Linked DNA regions of Mus musculus: all the other regions are linked to region 4. A link is a contact called in public targeted proximity ligation data. All regions are on one chromosome and are shown on one strand. The core of a region is the stretch at or near the end of the contact, and the rest is flanking DNA. Distances in the headings are between cores, read along the strand shown. Region 1 holds the start of Rce1 (Ras converting CAAX endopeptidase 1). Region 2 holds the start of 1810055G02Rik (RIKEN cDNA 1810055G02 gene). Region 3 holds the start of Kmt5b (lysine methyltransferase 5B). Region 4 holds the start of Rps6kb2 (ribosomal protein S6 kinase, polypeptide 2). Region 5 holds the start of Chka (choline kinase alpha).

The links.
Region 1: a contact with region 4 is called in a targeted proximity ligation map of pancreatic cancer cells. A contact is called at or near these places in 1 of 484 Hi-C or Micro-C datasets (the HL-1 cell line) and 1 of 130 datasets of targeted methods (pancreatic cancer cells).
Region 2: a contact with region 4 is called in a targeted proximity ligation map of pancreatic cancer cells. A contact is called at or near these places in 1 of 39 promoter capture datasets (neural stem cells), 1 of 484 Hi-C or Micro-C datasets (erythroblasts) and 1 of 130 datasets of targeted methods (pancreatic cancer cells).
Region 3: a contact with region 4 is called in a targeted proximity ligation map of pancreatic cancer cells. A contact is called at or near these places in 2 of 39 promoter capture datasets (neural stem cells and pre-B cells) and 2 of 130 datasets of targeted methods (embryonic stem cells and pancreatic cancer cells).
Region 5: a targeted proximity ligation map of pancreatic cancer cells shows a contact between it and region 4. A contact is called at or near these places in 1 of 39 promoter capture datasets (pre-B cells), 3 of 130 datasets of targeted methods (bone marrow-derived macrophages, embryonic stem cells and pancreatic cancer cells) and 2 of 9 other capture datasets (adipose tissue and pancreatic islet).

Annotation. Positions count from the first base shown.
Region 1 is chr19:4,624,289-4,626,988 of GRCm38.p6, reverse strand. Rce1 (Ras converting CAAX endopeptidase 1) reads left to right here and starts at 1,344. Exons shown (of 8, transcript NM_023131.2): 1 at 1,344-1,556; 2 at 1,694-1,796; 3 at 1,893-1,976; 4 at 2,226-2,304. The coding sequence starts at 1,372. Gm960 (predicted gene 960) reads left to right here. Exons shown (of 15, transcript NM_001033447.3): 15 at 799-1,148. The coding sequence ends at 1,148.
Region 2 is chr19:3,706,976-3,709,707 of GRCm38.p6, reverse strand. 1810055G02Rik (RIKEN cDNA 1810055G02 gene) reads right to left here and starts at 1,415. Exons shown (of 4, transcript NM_028077.3): 1 at 1,272-1,415. Gm36608 (predicted gene, 36608) reads left to right here and starts at 1,540. Exons shown (of 3, transcript NR_167751.1): 1 at 1,540-1,647.
Region 3 is chr19:3,766,561-3,769,260 of GRCm38.p6, reverse strand. It overlaps Kmt5b (lysine methyltransferase 5B), which reads right to left and starts at 1,372. Exons shown (of 11, transcript NM_001379678.1): 1 at 921-1,372.
Region 4 is chr19:4,162,130-4,165,099 of GRCm38.p6, reverse strand. It overlaps Rps6kb2 (ribosomal protein S6 kinase, polypeptide 2), which reads left to right and starts at 1,717. Exons shown (of 15, transcript NM_021485.3): 1 at 1,717-1,932; 2 at 2,238-2,278; 3 at 2,377-2,497; 4 at 2,772-2,840. The coding sequence starts at 1,855. Carns1 (carnosine synthase 1) reads left to right here. Exons shown (of 10, transcript NM_134148.2): 10 at 1-776.
Region 5 is chr19:3,850,428-3,853,162 of GRCm38.p6, reverse strand. It overlaps Chka (choline kinase alpha), which reads right to left and starts at 1,390. Exons shown (of 12, transcript NM_001271496.1): 1 at 750-1,390. The coding sequence starts at 1,087. Gm51271 (predicted gene, 51271) reads left to right here and starts at 2,347; the gene lies at 2,347-2,396.

The DNA of each region.
Region 1 (2,700 bases), core at 95-2,594, 460 kb before region 4:
TTTAAAGCTACTCAATAGGACTTGTGCGTTGTACTTAGTATGTGCACATTAGCCTTTCCAGAGAAACGTGCATTCATTGACTCAGGAGGAATCAGCCAAGGCAAGACTCTGTAAATCTGCACCTGCGAGGCTGGGGATGTAGCTCAGTGTCAGAGTTGGTTTGCTTGTCAATACCGAGTTTGATCCTCCTCTGTGTTTGTTCTTCCAAAACTGGATCTACTACGGATTAGTGATGGTGGTTCCCAACCTTCCTGACGCTGCCACCTTTTAATACAGTGCCTCGTGCTGTGGTGATCCCCAACCATACAGTTATCTTCAGTGTTACTAATTAACTGTCATTTTGCCACTGTTATGCACCACAGTGTAAGTATCTGATGTGCGACCCGCAGGTTGAGAACCGCTGAGCTAAAGCATGTTCACGAGTGTCTAATTCCAGCACTTGGGTGTTAGAAGCAAGATGATCACTTTAAGGCTAGCCTGGGTTTCAAGAGAGTCTGTCTGAACATCAACAACAAAAAGCTGCCTCTGTAGTAACTGCCTAGAACAATACCAGAGAGAGATTGAGTTGCTTATTGCCCGAAGCAAAGCTTAGGTTCAGAGAGGAACTTGAAATGCATATCACCTAGTTTGGGCGGAAAGTTAGATGTCGCCTATCATGGGAGGTCAGGTACTGAAATGTTTTCATCCGGAAAGGTGGAGCGGGAGAGTTAATTTAGAACGATACCCCTGCCCCAACAATCTCTGTAGCATTGGCACAAATCTTCGGGAGTAAGATGAAATGGGCTTGTTCTCTCCTAGAATCCATCGGGCAAGCAGAAAACAAGAGGCCCAAGAGGGGCAGCCCCAACCATGGCAGGGAAGAATCGCGAGTTCTGGGCTCAGCAAGAGACCGGAGCCCGCCAAAATCCGCCACGCGCGACCGCGAGCTCACCGAGGTCTCCCTCACTGCTAGAGGATCGCAGACCCAAGCGGCCCACGGCAGGGCCCAGGCGGCAGAGGCAGCTAGCCCTGCGGGCGGCCTGGAGGTACCGCAGCGAGAGCAGGGCGGGTGCGGGCCTGAGCTACCACCGCCGGGTCCTCACCACCGCCTCCTCTGCTCCCGCAGGACTTGTGGCTACAGGAGGTATCCAATCTGTCCGAGTGGCTGAATCCGGGACACAGGTCCTAAGCATTCTCTCTGAGACGCCCAGCAAGCCAAGGAAGCCCGGGACACGTGTGTCACAACTTCTGTATTTCAATAAAGCCGTTCCAAGCACAAAGTATCAACTATCGTGCAAGGGGAGGGGCGCCCGGGGGACCCGACAACTCGCGCCGCCGCCTGACGTCACCTACGCCGTCGCGTCACTGCCGCGCGCCACGGGTCCGGGCGTGATGGCGGCGCTGGGCGGGGACGGGCTGCGTTTACTGTCGGTATCGCGGCCAGAGCGGCAGCCCGAGTCAGCCGCGCTGAGCGGCCCGGGCTCGGGGCTGTGCTGCTGGGTGTCTGTGTTCTCCTGCTTCAGCCTCGCCTGCTCCTACGTGGGCAGCCTCTACGTGTGGAAGAGCGAGCTGCCCAGGTGCGGGGGATGCGCGCGCGGCCGGGATCTGCGCCCTCGTGGGGCGGGGCTGCGGGCGGAGCTTGGGCCGGACGGGGGTGGGGCCGCGTTGGCGTGGTTGCTGCAGGCCCCCCGGAACTTACTGTCCCTTTTCCTAGGGACCACCCCGCTGTTATCAAGCGGCGTTCCACCAGTGTCCTGGTAGTGTCCAGCTTGTCCCCTCTTTGCGTGCTGCTCTGGAGGGAACTCACTGGCATCCAGGTGCGAAGGAGGTGGGTGGGGCACAGGGCAGCTAGGGGAAGAATCTAGAATTTTGTGGGAGGGAACATCACTAACGCCCCCTTTCCTGTGGCTCAGCCAGGCACATCACTGCTTACCTTGATGGGCTTCAGGCTGGAGGGCATTTTCCCAGCAGCGCTGCTGCCCCTGCTGCTAACTATGGTGAGTCCTGCTTTATTTTTCCAACTCTGTTGTCACTAGTGTAATGACGTGCCCTGCTTGGGTACAGCTTTTGGCAGATGGAAGACAGGAATTATGATGTGGCCCCCTAAGCTTCTGGTGTACATGGCTGGGAAACCCTAGAACTCAGGAAACCTGAGGTCTGGTGAGGCTGACCAAGGGCATAGGTGTGGGCAAGGTCATTGGATTGTGGTAAAAGGCTTTCATTTTATGTTTGCCCCCCCCCCCCAGATCCTTTTCCTGGGTCCACTGATGCAGCTCTCTATGGATTGCCCTTGTGACCTGACAGATGGGCTGAAGGTTGTCCTGGGTGAGTCTTCAAGACTGAGGAAAAGGTAGGCACAGGCAGTCCAGAACACTGGGGAAAGGAGTCAGTGAGATGGTGTGATCTGGACTGAAGAGGTGAGATGTCACCTCTCAGCGTGTGTTTCCACATCAGTAAAATGGATTACATTGCTGAGTACCCTGTAAGTGTGATACTCAAGGAGGCCTGTCTGGACCACAAACAGCACTTGATATGGGCCAGACAGCATCTTCCCCTGCTCTCTCATCATTTGGCTTCCCCAAAGATTGGCCTTGGTAAAATTTGGGTGCCTCTGGAATTTTCTGTGACTCCCTCATCTACTGCTGCCTTCCCTTCCTGCTGCCAGCCATCTCAAGCCGTTGTAATTTGGTCTGATAAGGCTTGTTCCCTTCCCCATTCTGA
Region 2 (2,732 bases), core at 166-2,665, 460 kb after region 4:
GGCCAGTATCATGTTCTCAATTCCATCGTGTCACACGGGCACACCCTTTCCACCACAGGGCAATGTCTATACACATAAGACTTTAAGTCTGCATTTCCTGAGCTGTTCCTACTAAAGTTCAGCCAGGTGACTTGTGTGAGTCCCCAAGTGACAACTAACCCTTGAGATGCTGCCCAATTCCTCTAATGTTTGTTTGACAGATTGCACTCCCAATCTTGCCTTGCCTTTAATGCCTTTATGATGTGTGGATTGCTATATACACATCACTAGACCTCAAATTGGTGAGCTTTTTCTCTGACATACACAGATTTCAATTCAAGAAGTCCAGACTCAGCAAAGACCATTAATAATCCCTATCAGCAGGGCCCCCGTCTCTACTCCACGCTAGGGAAGTTACACAATTACAGAACAGAAATTGGGAAAGCTAGTACAGGACAAACCACAGTCACCTACCTAATCCTGACACATCACCTGCTTGGACGTATTATGTACACAGACATTGCCCTGTGATCTAAAGGATGTATCCACGTGGCAGACATTAGCCCACGATCCCAGAACATTAAATATTATCTTAACTGCACCGCTTATCTCCAGGTATCTGAAAGTTCAGGTCTCACTACCAAAATGCCAAAGGTCTGTGTTCTAAACGCTTGCTAAGCCAGTATTTCTGATATTCTGCTGTCCAACAGGCGAGTCTAATTTATAAACGGAAAACCTGTATTTTAAACAGTTTGCTGGTTGACTTATTGAAATTTTAGAGCTGGTTCCTAGGGGTCGGGGTGTAAGTAATACAAGTTTTTAAGAGTTGGACTTCTAAGCTCCAGCCAGACCGTTAAGCGCACAAGCTAGCGGCCACAAGGGGAGGCAGGCAAGTAGACAAATGAGGAGGAAGGAAAAATGTGATGGATTTTCCTCATTGGTAGGTAGAAGAGTTTGGGGTGCAGGCCTCAACTATTTCCGAGACCAACACCTTCTAGGGTACAGCCTGATCCAAGACTCGCCTACTCTCGAATGTCCGTAGAGTGCTCGCAAACTGCCCAGCATCGACTGGCGATCGCCGTCAGCCCACCTCCTCCTCCTCCTCCTGCGCATCCATGCTTCTCTAAGGGCTCGGCCCATTCCTCCCTCCTCCGCCTTGAATCTCCATTCCTCACCGCCTAGCGCACCGGGTCCCCATTCATCCCTCCTCCGCCCCGCACCTCGCTGTCCATCCCCAAGCGGCTCATGGGGCCTTCACGACAGCTCCCTGGACAGCAGTGCGGGTCACTTACCCGGACGCGGCAGGCCCGTGGCCCTCACACCGCAGCGCAGCCACTTCAGCGATTCAGCCCCGCGCGGGGACGTGGACCGCAGCGAAACCCAGTTAGCTCAGCTCACTGGTGCGCGCTGGACCCCACCCGGACTGCCCCGGAAAGACGTCACGAAAGCGGGACCAATAGGCTGTCGCTGGCACGCGCGGCCGCGTGCGGTGGGCGTGGTTTGTTTAGGCCACGCCTGCTTCAGGAGCTGCCTTCCAACTTGGTCCCGCCTTGGCCACGCAGAGCTATTTGGAGCCGATCTAACGGAAGTGAGCGATCCAGGGACTTGTAGGCTATGTCTGTGTCTAGGGCTTTTCCCAGAAGCCGGGGAGAAGAGGGGTCAGATCAGGTGAGCGCAGATGTACTCGGACGATGGCTGGTCTGGACAGGGCAGCTCTAGAAGGCCTCATGAGGTACTTTATGAGGCTCTTCTGACCCGGTTCCTGATCTTTCTTCCCATCGGCTATTCAACTCCTTAAGGCGGTCCAGCCTTGTCCTTGCTCGCAGGCATGGCTTGGCTACTGAGGTTTGCTTTGCACACACTGCACCTGCCAGCTTCTGGCTAAGCATTTCACCTGAAAGGCAATACACTGATTTAATCCTGCAAGAAGATCTCGCTTTTGTTTTCAAGTCCAGAAACAGTCTCACAAAGGGCTTTGGAATTTTACACGTGGCATGACACGTGGGACGAAATGGAAAGCCTGTGAGACTTGCTTTTAATTTTAAAAGATTAGGGTTGGAGAGATGGCTCAGCAGTTAAGAGCACTGATGCTCTTGCAGATGACCCCGCTTGATTCCCAGCATCCACACGGTGGCTCACGACCATCTGAAAGAGCAGTTCCAGGAGATTCCATGCCTTAAGGCCTCCAGTGCACGTACATACATAATATGTATTGGAGTAGGCAAAATTCCCATACATAATGTTTGTATTTTATTTTTGAGTCAGGGTCTCTCTTTGTATCCCTTCTGTACTGGAACTCTGCATAGATCCAATTGTCCTTGAACTCACAGAGATCACTTGCCTCATGACTTCCTGTGCTAGGATTAAAGTCATGGGCCACTGCATCCAGCATACATAATTTTTAAAGAAAGAATTTAACGTAAAGTAGGTTTTGCAAGTCAGTAGGTGAATTCTGCTACTGAATGCCAATTTGTGTAAAACCCTTTTTAGGTCTCCTACCATGCCCATCCAAAGCGATCATCGTTGCCAGTTTTGTTTTGAGACAAGGTTTCACAGTCCAGCCCTGGCTGGTTTGGGGTTTCACAGTCCAGCCCTGGCTGGTTTGGGGTTTCACAGTCCAGCCCTGGCTGGTTTGGGGCTTGCTATGTAGATCATCCTAGCCTTGAACTCACAGAAATCTGTTTGCCTGCTGGGATTAAAAGTATGTGCCACCATGGCTGGCCTATTTCTAGTTTTATAACCTGTCTTGAGTC
Region 3 (2,700 bases), core at 123-2,622, 400 kb after region 4:
TTTAAGTCTAGAAAGCAGGTTTAAAAAACAAACAAACAAATCAAGTCAGGCAATCCATCTTGTCTGCTCCTCTGAGAGGACTGTCTCAGAGTGAGCGCCATCAGAAAGTTCAAGATGAACTTCACGTCTCCTCCTCTCCTTCTTGCACTCTGGCTGAACGAGCGGATGACAGATCGAGTGACGCCAGTGCCACTGCGTGGGGCCCGAGCGACTGCCCCCCACCCCCACCCCACCCCCGCGCGCGACAGTCTGAGCCTGGAGCAACAGGAAACGAGGCTCGGGCCAAAACAAAAACAACCGAAAGTTCGGCGAGCCGGCGCGAGCAGATTGGGCGAGACGCTTGCCGGCCGCCCATTGGAGAAGAGGAAAAACACAGTCCCCCAATCCCGAGCGGCCGAGCAGCTCCCCTCGTGCGGCCGCGACCCGGCCCTCGCCGACCGCTACCGCTCCCTTCCGGCCGCCGCCAACACTGCAGGCCGTGCTCGCTCGCCCGGCCGCCCCGGCCCCGCAGCCCCGCCCCGCGGCCCGGTTCCTGCACGCACGCACGCACGCACGTACGTCCTCCGCGGCTCACCGCCAGCACTGCCGGTCTTCCAGCACCGGGCCCGTCCAAGAGCTCCGCCACCGAGCTCCCGAAGCGCCCGGCTACACTTTTTGGTCCCTCCAGAAAAATTAATCACCAAAAAATATTTCCTCAGAAAAAAAAATTGGAGAGTAAAATCCAATATGGCGGCACGGACGTAGCACCGCCCGCTGCCTCCGCTGACGGAAGGGGGGGGGAAATAAAGGAGTCCGCGTCCGCCGAGGGGCCCCCCCAACCCTGCCGCCACGGCCACCACCGCGGCCCGCGCCAAGCCCCTGTCCCCGAGCCCTGGCTCGCAGCGCCGGGCCACCCCCGCCTCACAGTCCTCGGGCCTCACCTCCACCTCGCGCGCAGTCGCGGGATCTGAGAGGCATCCGCCGACTTCGGGGCTTCGCGTCCTGCGTTCTCGCGCAGCGCCGGGTGCCGCCTCCGGTCCCCGGGCGTCCTCACCTCATAGCCCCCGAGCCTCGCTGCCGCGCCGCAGACGCGTCGCCGCCCCCGGTGAGCCACCCGGACACCGCCCGGGCTCGGTGGAAGGACACGAAAAGGAGTCCACGACTGACGGCGGAGGGACACCACGCCGACACCGAGCGTGCGCGCACCTTTGCTCCGCGCTAGTGGCCGCGATGGCTTCGACGGAATTCTGCGGGAAGAGGCTGAGAGACACCAGAGAGAATGAAGTTCCCTGCCGCGGCACCCGACAGCGGAGGCACAAGAGTAAATCCCCCCCACCACCACCACCAAAGAAACCACGTCGTTGCCGTCGCTGAGCCTCGAGGCGGAGGGATCGCAGCGAGAGTCGTTCGAAGATCCCTCCGCCCGGCTGCCCTTTAAATCTCGGTGGAGGCGGCGTCGCCGCGCGCCCGGTGGGCGCCACCTAGTACCCCGGCCGCTTGCTGCCCCGCGGGGTTGGCCCCCGCCCCCGTCTCGTGCGCACCTGCACCTACCAGGGACAGCTCCCGAGCTGCGATTTCAGGGGGCAACTGCGAGGCGCACGGCGCTCCGGGCCCGCTGTGCCTCCGGGGTGCACTGAGGGGAGGCGGCCGGGAATGGCGAGTTTCTTTGTTGTGGGGATGGGTGTCGTTGGAAGCAGAAACACCCTTCAAGACCATGTGGGCCACCTGAACGGTACCACGCGGGAGGCGGGGAGGGAGCGTGCTTTGGGTCCCCCGTGCTGACACCGGCCGCTCCTTGAGCACCTACTGAGTGACAACCTTTCCACGACGCAGCCACTCCTCGCCCTCTTCGGGCTCAACCGGCGCAAGAAAGGCGGTTTGGTCCTCCGGGAGCTTGGGGCGGAAGATCCGGAGTGGCTTGCACCCACGCCTGGGGTATGGTGAAGCCCCACCCCTTGGATCTTGCAGTTGGATAAGGGGTGCCTCACAACAATAACGAGGGTCACATCCTTGTCCCTAACCAGACGTCGTTCCCAACGATCTGGTGTGTCCCTTTATTTGTCCCTCAGGGTAATCCCCAGAGGTCGAGAGTATTGTGGGTTCCAGTTTACACACAGGGAAATTGAGGCATGGACTAGTTGGGTGACTTTTCAACTACTCAGGGCTGGAGCCAGAGCCTCTTATACACTATTCTATGAAAAACGCAGGCTTTAAAGTGAAGCAGGTGGTTGGGACCTGAAGGAGGTGTTTGAGGTTGTCACGTATTGAAGCAAACACCTGAGTGAGGTGGAGGGTGTTATGGAAAGGTACGAAAATGTCCAGGCAATGGAAAGAAAGAATGCAACTCCAGCGACACATGAGACAGGGAGAACAGCTGAGGCCATTGCAGGAGGGCCCCAGCCTGCCTCGGTTCCCTGCAAACACCACTACCACACTGAACACTCACATACCTTAGCATAGTAGGCATTTTCTAGAGGATGGCTCAGCAGAGTCAAGCAAATACCAACTTAGCTCCCATTGCCCTTGCCTCTTTGATCTTGAGTACTTGACGACGCTTGTTATCCCCTTCCATAGATGGGAAACAGAGGCACAGAAACCTGCTAAGGACACATAGCTGGGAAGGTATATTTCTTCAAAACCAGAATTCCTGTGCTGACCTCAGCTGTGTGACCTGTATCCTCAGTCTACAGACCATCTTGGGAGTGGGCAGTGGGCATAGGA
Region 4 (2,970 bases), core at 468-2,967:
CCCAGGTACCCCCAGGACTCCAGCCTTTAAAGAACTAACAAATAGCAGCTTCTTCACTGGCACATCAGTGCCCAGCCCAGATGGGGGTGGGTGAAACCCAGGCTCCTCCTCTCTTACCCCTCCACCGCCTAGGTCCAGCTCTTCCTGTCACCTACACAAGGAGAGAACCTTCACCAGCCCCTAGCCTTGGACAAAGGCCATGAAATGGGAGATTAGCACACTAGCCTTTATGCAAAACCCAGGACAGTTGTAGAGCCTGCTGAAAATGTCTGGCCGTGCTTCACTGTGTCTGTTGGCCTGAGCAGTAGAAGCAAATGTCTGTGCTCAGCACTAGGAGTAAACATTTCCCTTCATGCTTTCAGGCAGACCCTAGTGCCCCTATGTTACAGATGAGGAAGCAGGCTCAGAGAGAGAAAAAAAAAAAAAGACTGCCTCCAAGTTCCTATTATAGTGGATGTAGACAGAATGCCAAGGCCAACCTTCTCTGTTTACTGTTTTAAACGCTCAGTTAGCCTCCAGGTCCTCTCTCCTTTCTATCTTCATTTATAGGCAGCACTCAGACTCCTAAACACCTGCCTCCCATACACCACACACGATCTCTACCAGCTTTGTTGCTTTGGCCTCTGGCATTCCTAGCTAGCTTGGCCCTGGGACTTCTGTGTACACCTTTCCTCATTTTAGGGAGCTAGCTACTCTGAAAACACCTGTCTTTGCTCAGGAGCCGAGGACAGCTCCTGAAACCTGCCTACCTAAATAAAGACTTGTTAACTAGTGAAGTATCCGGAGTCCAGTGTTTTAGCTAGTGCTCCCCTCCCAGGTTCAGTAGGTGGGGAGCTGGGAAGTGGGAGGGAGAGGTAGAAAGCACCCCATTGGCTGGGCCCCAGGGTTGACCTTTGCTACGGGCTTACCTTATATCTACATGTATGTTTGAGATTTTTTTTTCTTGAATTATAATCCTAAATCATATTCAGGCAGTAATCCCTCTGCAGACCTGGATACCCCTAAATTTTGTTCATCTGAGTTCATATCCTATACCTCAGTGGGCATCCCGTGTGCAATGGAAAAGCTATCCAGACAGACTCCAATAGAAATGGACAGGCTTCGTTTGGGATCGAACCCCAGCAGTCACTTGCCATTTGTATGGCAAGTGATTTTACCCGCTGAACCATCTCGCCAGTTCTCATCCATCCTTTCAACTATATTCTATTAAAATATCTATTCTGAACTAGGCAGCTCAAATACTCGGTATGCATACATTAGCAAAAGTCCATATTTAGGTGTGTTGAGCCCTTCAGAAAGGGAGCCTTGAAACAAAGCCCAGGCAGTCGCCCAGAAAATGTCAGACCTGCAGGGTCTGTGAGCTTCAGGGAGGTTGTATGGAGTGTCCCTAATACAGCTTACTGTCCCCTAATACAACCGAACAGACACAAGTTTTCTTTCTGGGCAGCTCACAGCACTAAGAAGGGCTGAGGAGTTGCCACTTAAACGTTCATGCATCTGTAATTCTGCCCATTAAATCTTGAACTTGCTCCAGAGTCAAAATGGGAGCCTCTGTGCGCGCGGCTCGGGGCGAGAGCTGGCCCAGGAGAAACCGACAAGGAAGATGGTCTAGTAAAGCCTATTCTATTCATAAGGCTTGCAGGATGGGAGGTCCAGATGTCTGGAACTACGACTCCCGAGAGGCTTTCCGACAGGCGCCATCTTTTCTTCCCACTCGACTTGAGAGTGGGTGAAGCTATTGCGTCAACAGAGCGAGCGGCTGCTGTCGCGGAGAAATGACGTAGGCACAGCCCGGTGCTGTCAGTCAGAGTTCTGCCTGGTCCGGGCCAAGGGTCCCGCGGGACCGGCGGGGCCATGGCGGCCGTATTTGATTTAGACTTGGAGACCGAGGAAGGGAGCGAGGGCGAGGGCGAACCGGAGTTCAGCCCTGCGGTGAGTGTTTCTCTCCGGGCGCGACTGGACCCGGGAGCCCGGCTGGTTAACCAAAACCCTGGCGCTCCCAACTCTGAGTGGTTTGTGACCCCTACAAACCCAGATCCAGCCCCAACCCCAACCCCAGCCCCAGCCCCTGGACCCAATCTTTCCTTTTCTATCCTTGGTCTCTCCTTCCCAACCTTTCCCCATCCCTGCTCCTGTCTTCTATCCTTGGTCCTCTCCCCTGGGCCAAGCAGTTGAGCCTAGGTTGGGAGGAGGTATTCTGGCACCTCCCATGGTTCTTATTACTTGGTTTCTCACAGGACGTGTGTCCCCTTGGCGAATTAAGGGCTGCTGGCCTGGAGTGAGTGAGGGTCTTGCTTGGGGGGTGGGGGTATGGAGTAGGGGTCGGGACTTGGAGTACACTAGAGCCTTTCCCTCATTAACTTATTCTGTCTTTAGGACAGTGGGACACTATGAAGAAGTAGAGCTGACAGAGAGCAGCGTGAACCTGGGTCCTGAGCGCATCGGGCCCCACTGCTTTGAGCTACTGAGTGTACTGGGCAAGGGGGGCTATGGCAAGGTACTAACATCCCTCTCTCCCTGGCGACCTCAGCTCTAGCCTGAGACAGCATACTATCCTTCACACCCAATAGGCTTGTAAATGTACGGAGTCTCTGATGGAATTCAGAGCTGGAGACCTGGGGGAAGGAAGGGCATATCCTTTCAAAATCTGATGGAGATCTTTACTGTTCCACCCTTAAGCTGAGTTTAGACCTTTTGGTCCCTTTAGGGTGGGGCAACCTTGAAGGTGGGGTGTGGTCAGAGAAGTTAATCCTGTCTCCCCTGCCCTACAGGTGTTCCAGGTGAGAAAAGTGCAAGGCACCAACTTGGGAAAAATATATGCCATGAAGGTCTTAAGGAAGGTGAGTCACTCGCTTAGCCAGCAGAGACAGAGTAGCTGCCATCCCCATCAGCCTGTGCCAGGTCTCGGGAAGACAGCCGGAAACATGATAAAGACAGTCCTTATCTTGACACTTGCTGACTTAGCATCTA
Region 5 (2,735 bases), core at 141-2,640, 310 kb after region 4:
ATCAAACTACAGACTAGAAGTACTACAAGGAAAAGTTCCCCGGGGATTTTTCCTCCCTCTTTTTCTTTTTCTTTTCTTTTTTTTTTTTTTTTTTTTTTTGTTTGTTTGTTTTTTCGAGACAGGGTTTCTCTGTGTAGCCCTGGCTGTCCTGGAACTCACTCTGTAGACCAGGCTGGCCTTGAACTCAGAAATCCGCCTGCCTCTGCCTGCGGAGTGCTGGGATTAAAGGCTTGCGCCACCACGCCCGGCTCCTCCCTCTTTTTCTAAAGCCCAGCCACAACATCCCTTTTTCTTTTCTTTCTTTTCTTTTCTTTCCTTTTTTTTTTTTTTTTTTTTTCGTTTTTCGAGACAGGGTTTCTCTCTGTAGAGCTGGCTGTTTTGGAACTCACTTTGTAGACCAGGCTGGCCTCGAACTCAGAAATCCGCCTGCTTCTGCTTCCCGAGTGCTGGGAACAACATCCCTTTTTTCATTCAAGGCCCTCGCAGAGAAACGGCTTCCTAGACACATCTATTTTGAGCTTTGGTACAGAATGTGCTTGTATAACTACATAGTATTGTTCTTCCGCAAGGGACGGCAACCCAGCACACATTTTCTCAAAGCTCGCCCGCAGGCGGCCTTCCGCGCTGCGGGGTTTGTGCTCCGGACACCGGCGCGGCGATCACCTCTACCCAAGCCGCCGCCCCGCCCCGCCCTCCAGCCTCACCCCCCACCGCCCCCACCACCACCGCGCGGTGCCGCAGCCACTGACCTGATGACACTGATGTGGAACTGGTCCTCGCGAAGGCCTCGCCAGGCTCCGGGCAGGAATTCCTTACACCACAGGTAGGCCCTGCGCCTGGTCCGGGGCTCGGGTTGTTCGTCCGCTAGCGGCGGTGATGGCGGCGGGGGCAGCGGCAGGGGCGGCGGCGGCGGCGGCGGCAGCGCGAGAGGTTGGGTTCGGCCACCAAGCTGCTTGGACTCCAGCTCGCCTGCGGCGTCCCGCTGCTGCCCTACGCCGGGCGTCGGGGCAGCGTTGCCACCGCAGCTCAGCAGCAGCCCGAGAGGCGACGGCTCGGCCTCGCCCCCGGTGCAGAACTTGGTTTTCATGCTGGACAAGCGGCCGAGAAGGCGCGGGCGGCCACAGCACGAGAGGGCCACACTCAGGGTCCGGCTGGATGCCCGCCTCTGGGGGCCGGCGCGGGGAATGGCTCGCCGGCTTCACTGACCGGCCGGGCGGCGGTTGTGGGAGCGCGCGGGGAGGCGACGTCGGCGACGGCGGGGAGAGGCAGCAATGGACGTCAGGCAGCAGTAACGAGAGACGAGCGCGGGAGGCTGACGGCAGGCGACTGCTATAGGGGGCCGCGGCGCTCGCTCCTTTACAGCGCTGCACGCGGAGAGCCCAGCGTCACCGCCCGCCCCCGCGCTCGCCGCTGATTGGACGCTTTGGCGCATCACAACCGCCGCCACCCTCGCCACGCCGCTTTCCCATTGGCTGCGGCACAGCCCCTCCTAGGCTCAGGCGGTGAGTCCACGATGAGGGAGGGGTCGGCGCACCGGGGGCGGGGCCTTGTCTAGGGGTCGCGAGGGTCCTGTAAAGGCTATCTCAATTGCCTGCACTCACAAGGTGGCGCCTTTGCGGACTCGAGCCTCTTAGGGCAGGAGAGGCGAGGCTTCTGCAGCTTTGGCAGACCCTAGAGTGGATGTTGAAAGGGAAACTTTCCTTAGACGCCCCCAGGTCTGAAAGTGATGATTTGAAAGGCCCCGGGGACTTTGCAGGAAAATGGTGTCTGGAGGCTGGCTGCTCTTTCCGCGTGACCTTAGGGCAAGGCAGCTCCCAAAGGAGCTCTGTGGGTGTGTTTTTACAACATTTCCGAGGCCCTGTTCGAGATGCTTCCATGCCCAATACAACTCCTGGCCGGAGGCGTTATCCATCTGCAGGTCTAATATCAAAAAGAGATTGGGTCAAGGCCACACACCCACTTGCCAGCTGGCTGCGCTCTCCGCTCAGAGAGAAGCCTCCCCCTCTACGTGCCTGCAGCCTCAGTTTCCCTGTCCGTGGTGCTGAGGATGTCAGCTAGATTCTCAGGACATCTTCCTAACAGACTGGCCTCAACGGCCTCCAGAATTGCCGGCCAAAGGTGCTTGGTTCGCGATTCCTGGCTTTGTGGATGCTGTCATCTGCCCCCCCCCTCTTCCGGGCTGTCCAGTCGCGTGACCATGACTAATGTACCTTTGCCCTAGGGCATGGAAGGGGGCCAAGGCCCCTATGCTGTATGCCCACACATTGCCTCATTCTTTGGTCTCATCATTCAGTCCTTCCAGGAAGTAATTGAGGCTACAAAGAATATAAAACTACAGGTCTGTGTTGTGGGGTATAGCTAGAAAGAGAGATTTCTTTCTAGCTATACCCCAGCATGCAGAAAATGGCTTCTTTGTGGGTTTTCACAGTCTGCTGGAAGCCAAAAACTCTTCAAAAAGAGTAGGTAGGTACTTATCTGGACTTACTCCCCCAAAAGTGATCTTACTGAACAAAAGAGTGCAAATAATCTGTGCATAATGGCACATGCTTTTAATCCCAGCACTTGAGAGGCACAGAGGCAGAGGCCAGATCTCTATGGGCTGAAGACCAGCCTAGTCTACACAGTAAGTTTCAGGACAGCCCAAGTTCCATAGTGAGACTGTCTGGGGAGTGGGGGGGGGGGGGCGGGGGAAGGAGTGCAAATGAAAAGAGACTTTGGACGATCCCGTGGAGCTA